Linked DNA regions of Mus musculus: region 1 is linked to region 2. The links are chromatin contacts, called in public HiChIP or PLAC-seq maps. All regions are on one chromosome and are shown on one strand. The core of a region is the stretch at or near the end of the contact, and the rest is flanking DNA. Distances in the headings are between cores, read along the strand shown.

Region 1 (3,073 bases), core at 209-2,708, 350 kb before region 2:
TGCTGTGCCAGGCCTAGTGCTGCAGGGATTGTTACATCTAATGTATATGTGCTGCACTCCCGTCAATGACTCAGTTTTCTGGTCTGTAAAATGGGATGAGTCAATTAATCATGGAACCTACATTCTGGCATCAGATTGGCTTATAAGTCTTTGGTTATGCTAATTAAAACTGCCAAGTTAATAAACATTACATTAAAGAGGAGAGCCAATGTGGAGGAAGGCACAGTCAAGCACAGCCCCAGTGCATTCTCAAAATGGAACAATATGAGACAGAGAGGTGCCTCAGCGTCTGGGGGGAAAGGGAGATACTGCTTTTGCAGAGGCTTTGGGATTCAGTTCCCAGCAGCCAAATCATGTGACTCACAACCACCTGGGACTCTGCGTCCAACGGATCCAATGCCTCTGGCCTCTTAAGACCAGCTGCACTCATATGCACACACCCTACCCCATATACACACAATCTAAAATGAAAGATGGAACAACTGGTTAAGAAAAGACAGACGAAGAGCGAGGTTCATTCCAAGCCCAAGGACCAGACCCTCAACTGGCCTTTGCTGTATAAAGAAAGTGATGTGTTTTGGCCGTTCTCATAGTCTTCAACACCCAACTGAAAAGTATAACCAATGTTAAAATAATTGAAAATAATATTTTTAGAAATGGGCCTGGCTCGGAGACCTCAGACCAGACCAATGTCTCACTCATTGCAATGAATGTTTGCAAGTTAGGATGTATGGATAGTGGGGCACACTGTGACATACTGGAGCTCCCACGATGAGATGTTTTTATATGCTTCGTTTTGCCTCTCCCTTTCTCTCTCTCTCTCTCTCTCTCTCTCTCTCTCTCTCTCTGTGTGTGTGTGTGTGTGTGTTTGTGGGGAGTTGCAAGAATGAAGGGTGGAGATGAGGGGACAGGGAGATGAGCAAGACTAGGGTGCACGATTTCAAATTCACGAAGAATCAATAAAATGTAAAAAACAAAACAAAACCAAAAGGCCAGGCTTTACAAAGGTCTGTATGGACTAGAGACAGGCCAGGTGCAGTAATTACAACCACTTCAGCTGTGGTCAAGTCAAAAGGCCTCCCATGCTCTTCCTAGCCACAGACAGAGTAAACCCACACCAGACGCCACCATCCCACTGTCCATCAGCCTTAACTAGATGTCTGGTTCTTCATAAGTAAAAATGAGATATCTCTGGCTAACGATAATTTCAATGGAATTATACCTGATTTCATCCAAAAAGCCAAGAAGTCATCCTTAGGGAAATTAAGTGAAATCCTTGTAAACACGGGACATGGTCAGCAAAGCTCAGCTCTTAATAAAGACCGTGATGACACAGTTTCCTAGAGTAGGTGTCACTGTGCCCATTTTGAACATGATAAAACGGAACCACTGATGAGTCTGTGACAAAAGAGGAGCCAGAGGGGAAGTTAACTTGAACCCTGACACAGACAACCTGCCTCTTCTTTCTTCTTTCGGTTCCTCCTGGAGAAAGGCTCTGGTCCATCCCAGGCTGCCTTGAGCTCAGTGTGGAGCTGAGACAGCCTTGGACTTAGATCCTCCTGTCCCCCTCCTGAGTGCCAGCAATACAGGTGCTTGGCACCACACCAGGCTACGGTTTACCTGGTGCCAATCCCAGCTGCAAGCCTGCTAGGCAAGCACTTTACCAACGGAGCCAGCTTCAGCCCTAGCCCCTGACATACAAAGTCTGCATGTATCCCACTGATGCTACGTCACATTCACCCTCAGATGTGTCCTAATCTCCAATCTGTACAGATGACAGGTATAACCCACTGTCACACTCCCCTCCCAGACGTGTGACAGATGTGGCTTTTCTTTTGAGCTGACGCTCAGAAAGTGTCCAAACACTGCCTCAAGCACACACTAAGAAGTCAGTCAGAGTTGCCTGGACACATTACCCTGAGCACACACCAGACAGGGAAAAACTAACTTTCTATTCCTGAAAGAAAACATTAATTCAGAGAACAGGAAAAAGTTGTATTCAACAAAGAATGTATATGATCCATCAATCAGGAATTTGCTTGGTCTACCCCAGTATCCCCAGAGCCCAAAGCCAACGCCTGCTGAGTAGAAAGCATGCATTATTTGTAGAATGAATGGGAGCTGCTGTGTGTAAGTCCTCTGCCTGCAGAGAATCTACAGAGGAAGAAGACAGACAGGAAGGACATAAGTAATATGAATCACCCAGAGATGGGAACCATAAAAGTGTAACACCGAGAGGCGAGAGGCAAGCAGTCAGAACTCGCTGTGTAACGCAGCAGGCAAAACAAAATGGCTTGCAAGTGTCTTCATCTAAGCACACTTGGCCGTCTCAGGCTGATGTTCTAAGTCGCCTGTTTGCATACACGGAGGGGAGCGACTTATAATTACTAATGCCATTTGCCTTTAGCTGTTTACAGCTTTTGAGGCTCGGTCTTCGCTTTATGGAGAGAACAAACAGGGCGACATCCTGAATGGAGCCCGTGAGTCCAGATGAGTTGGAATAGGACTGACTCCCAGTGTTCTTCTGCTTTTATTCTTAAATTGGAAATATCTTTAGCTATTTTTATGGTACGAGCTTTATGTTCTCTCAAAAGTTCCCAATGTACAAAAGTTAAGAAAGTAAAAAAAGCAAACGCAAGCCATCTCCCCTGTCTTCCCAGTCATTGTGTGAGCTGGAGAGGGGGAACAAACGCTGCTCGTCTCAGACAGGGCACCAAAAACACACCAAAGAAAGGCTACCTCCCAAGTCCAGTTTGGTGACCCAAAGGGTTAAAGTTACTTAGAAGTATAGACAACTTGGTGGCTACATTGCTAAAGAAAATGTCTTTGTCCCAGCAACCATTATCTGCCGAAACACCCTGTGAGAGCCACTGACTGACCTCTCCTCAACCCCCACCCCAATCAGGACAGAACGCTAGTGGGCCTGATCTTCGGTTGTCCAGGAAGTCGTCGCGGCTGCTGGGTAGCCCCTGGCCATGTCACGCCTGGAGGACAATATTCTGCATACCAATCCAATTTCTGATTCTCCCAGCAAGCTGCAAGGGTCTAACCCACCCTGCACCTGCTTTTGTAT
Region 2 (3,513 bases), core at 359-2,858:
CTCAGTGGGTAAAGGTAACTGCTGCAAAGCATGATGACCTGAGTTCAATTCCTGAGCCCTACGTGGTCGGAGAGAGCCCTCCCAACCACTGTCCTTTCTCACTCTAACACACACACACACACACACACACACACACACACACACACACACACACACACACTAATTATAAAGAAAATTTAAAAAGAACTCAGGTATAACAATCAGTCTCGTACGTCCTGTATCGGCCCCAGAAGTTACTCTATAACTGACGCCATTGCCTGTGTTCTTGATCTGCAGCACACCCAATGACCTGCCAGTCAGCGTGCGGCTTCCTGAGCTCATTTCTTAGACCACTTCTGTGCTCTCTGAGGAGAATCAAAACAGCAATCTTTTTCCCTTCCAGGCCTCAAGACTGTCAATGACATTGCCTTAGAAGCTGTGTGAGTTCAGTTGGTATTGCACAATCAAATGATCCCATTAAATGACTCTATGGGAGCTCCATGGGGTCCTCTGCCTCTCTCCTGATTGAATTGGACTGCTTGTCATTGTGACTTACATCATTCTGTTTTGAATGGATAAAGCGATGCATATTAGGTCACTGAAGAGTAACATAACTTACTTTCAGAAGTAGAATAAAAATAGCTACAGACCGTGCCCAAGCAGTGTAGGAAACTGCAGGGGGCATTCTGAGACGCTTACCCGCCCGGGTTGCACAATTTCATGGTGTCCACTTAAGCTGTACTGAATCTGCATGAGCTTCTGAAAGTTGTCCTACAGGAGAGAAGGCAGAGCACATGAAGGCTAGCCCTCCAGCTTCCACGGTGTAGTGAAGGCTAGCCTTCCAGCTTCCACAGTGTAGTGAAGGCTAGCACTCAAGCTTCCACGGTGTAGTGAAGGCTAGCCTTCCAGCTTCCACAGTGTAGTGAAGGCTAGCACTCCAGCTTCCACAGTGTGGTGAAGGCTAGCCCTTCAGCTCCTACAGTGTAGGGAAGGCTAGCCTGGTTTCCAGATACTTACCCCTTGCTTCATGGTGTCATTGGCATGGTTAGCTACCTCTATGACAACAGCCAGGGCATCTAAAATATGCAATAAGAGAAAGGGCATCTGGTTGTTACGAAGGAAGCAGAGTCTAACATTAACCAGTCCAGCTGACAAAAGTCCTACTACACAGTAACTAAACTGGGGAGGAACTTGGTTGCCTGAGAGTAGCCAGAACTACAGACATGAAGACTGAGTAGCCAGACATTAAGATTCAGTGAGGGTAGAACCAGGGGAAACAGGCAAAAACAAAACAAACAGACAAAATGTGCAACCTTATCACTGCCATGGAAGGAAGCAAGGGTGTCTTTATATAGCAATCCCCACCATAGGCCAGAACTTATGCGCCTGACACTATCTCCCCCGCCATCCTCACGGTCACCCTGGATACGCCCATCTCTCTGGCTTGCTGCAATCTGTAGTGAGCAGGGCTGAGAACCTTAGGACTGAGAGGATGGAAGATAAAAGAAGCTGCTGTTGGTCACCTGATGCTAAACCTTCTGGCTCCATGCCATCTCCACAGAGATGCTGACAACCCCTTCTAGCAATGAAGACATACTTGTTTCACTTCCCTTCACCCCGGTCCAGTCCAGCCCACAGCTGCCCTCCACACCATCTACTCCCTGCTTCTGACCACACAGTGCATCTATCTCACTCAGGTGCCGGTAGATGGTTTCCACGGATCAAGATCCTCCATCTCAGACTCTTTACCTACTTCATCTACAGCATCATTGATAATTTCCTTAAAGACAGAAATCTTGAGACATGGGTCAGAGGCTCGGGGCTCTGTTTATCAAGATCACTGTAATAAGGATTAGAGAGGGGTGTCCAAGGGAATAAACCAAGCCTAGTACATGCTTAGTGAATGCTGTACTGGTGACCCATAACCTCAGGTCTTCTGGCTTTCTCTTCCCAAGACAGACTTGGGCCAGCAACACCCACTCTTCCTCTGCCCACTCAAGTTCATCTTCAGTCCTGCCTTTTCCTAAGCCAAAATTCTTGCCTCTACAACTGTAATATTTCCTCTTTCTAAATGACTCAGTTCAGCTCAGGGTACCCGGACTCTCATGCTATCTCCTCTATTATTTATTTTGATGGAGATGTTAATTTCTTCATCATCTAGACTACAGAGGACATAAAATATCATTGCAGGCAACCTCAAACTTTTCTTTTAAATAAAATGCTAGAGTAACTCTGGGCAGTGGGTGTTGTTCAGTGGTAAAGCCTTTGCTCAGCCTGTGTCCTGAACTGAATTTACATTATCATAAACAATAAAATTACATCAAAGAAACTAAGCCAGGAATAGAGACACAGGCCTTGGCACTTAAGAGGATCATGAGTTCAAGGCCACTGTGCCTCAAAACAAAATAGCAAGACCTGGTGGCAAATACACATAAGTAGGGCGCTTTGGTGGGAGGATTAGGAGTTCAAGGTCATCCTTGGCGACACGGCAACTTTTAAGTCAACCTATACTATAATTGTAAACTTTGTTTTAAAAGACCAAGCCAAGTCAACAAAAGATAAAACAATGAAACACAAATGGGAGAGATCGGAGACATAAAGTCACTATGAGGCAACGATTCTGAATCTCTGAAACTGGCTTTGAAACAAGTGCCTTTTGTTTTTAAATTTTATTTTATGAGTGTTCTGCCTGCATGTGTATGTGCACTGTGTGTATGCCTGGGGCCTGCAGAGGCTGGACAAGGACATCAGATGCCCTGGACCTGAAGTTATGGATGGCTCCGAGTCAGCACATGGGTGCTGGGAACTGAACTCGGGTCCTCTGCAAAAACAAGAGCTCTTAACTGCTGAGCTGCACCTCCGGCCCCCAGGCTCACTCAGGTTCAAAATCTGAAGATCCACAGAATACATAAGAATATGCCCAAAATTCAAACATTGATGGGGTGGACGCGGACTTGTTTAATGAATGTCTGAAGACACAGAGGCAAGCCTGGAAGAGCGTATGAACGGAAAGCCCAATCAGCTTTAGTCTGAGCTGGAGAGGCAGGAAGAAGGCACAGAGAATACACTTCCTTGTGCTGTGTAGGCTATTTTCCTTACTAAAAAGGCCAGCTATGGAGGCATGTGGGTGTGATTCTCAAACCTGAGGAGATCTTGGGCTGAGGTCAGCTTGTAGGACATTGTAAAATCTTGTCGCCAAGAAGTGCACGTGTGTGGGGAGGGCTTGAGGTGTAAAAGGGGCGAAGGTAGTGAGCCTCCAGCAATAAATGTTCTCCCAACAAGAGGCTATTTTAGATTTTTATCCTTCTATGGGTTGCTTTGCCTATAGTCAGGGGTCAAGCTGTAACCCCGGGCTAGCCTTGGACTCTTGGTAATCCTCCTGTCCTAGCTTCCCAAGTACTAGGATTGCGTTTGTTTGTCACCGTGCCTGGCTTAAACTTCATCCTTGACCTCTAGTTTAGTCACTTCATGGGAGTGTTTTCAAGTGTGAAATGACCTCACCCATCATCTGGTTCTGAAAGACAGAGAAACGGA

What was found. HiChIP or PLAC-seq counts read pairs in DNA pulled down with a chosen protein or histone mark.
Region 1: an H3K27ac HiChIP or PLAC-seq map of microglia shows a contact between it and region 2, with 5 times the contacts expected there. The contact joins two enhancer-like sites. A contact is called at or near these places in 8 of 484 Hi-C or Micro-C datasets (the HL-1 cell line and embryonic stem cells) and 1 of 115 datasets of contacts at active chromatin or transcription factors (microglia).

The regions. Positions count from the first base shown.
Region 1 is chr10:94,472,741-94,475,813 of GRCm38.p6, reverse strand. It overlaps a transcript of Tmcc3 not described here. Among named protein-coding and RNA genes, the nearest start is that of Tmcc3, 41 kb to the left of the region's middle. Within about 2 kb of position 1,458, at least 26 of the 459 cell types and tissues checked have an H3K27ac peak or open chromatin away from gene starts, as enhancers often do. A contact at or near this core is called in microglia, where this site is marked.
Region 2 is chr10:94,120,781-94,124,293 of GRCm38.p6, reverse strand. It overlaps Fgd6 (FYVE, RhoGEF and PH domain containing 6), which reads right to left. Exons shown (of 21, transcript NM_053072.3): 10 at 997-1,055; 11 at 679-750. Among named protein-coding and RNA genes, the nearest start is that of Nr2c1, 25 kb to the left of the region's middle. Within about 2 kb of position 1,608, at least 19 of the 459 cell types and tissues checked have an H3K27ac peak or open chromatin away from gene starts, as enhancers often do. A contact at or near this core is called in microglia, where this site is marked.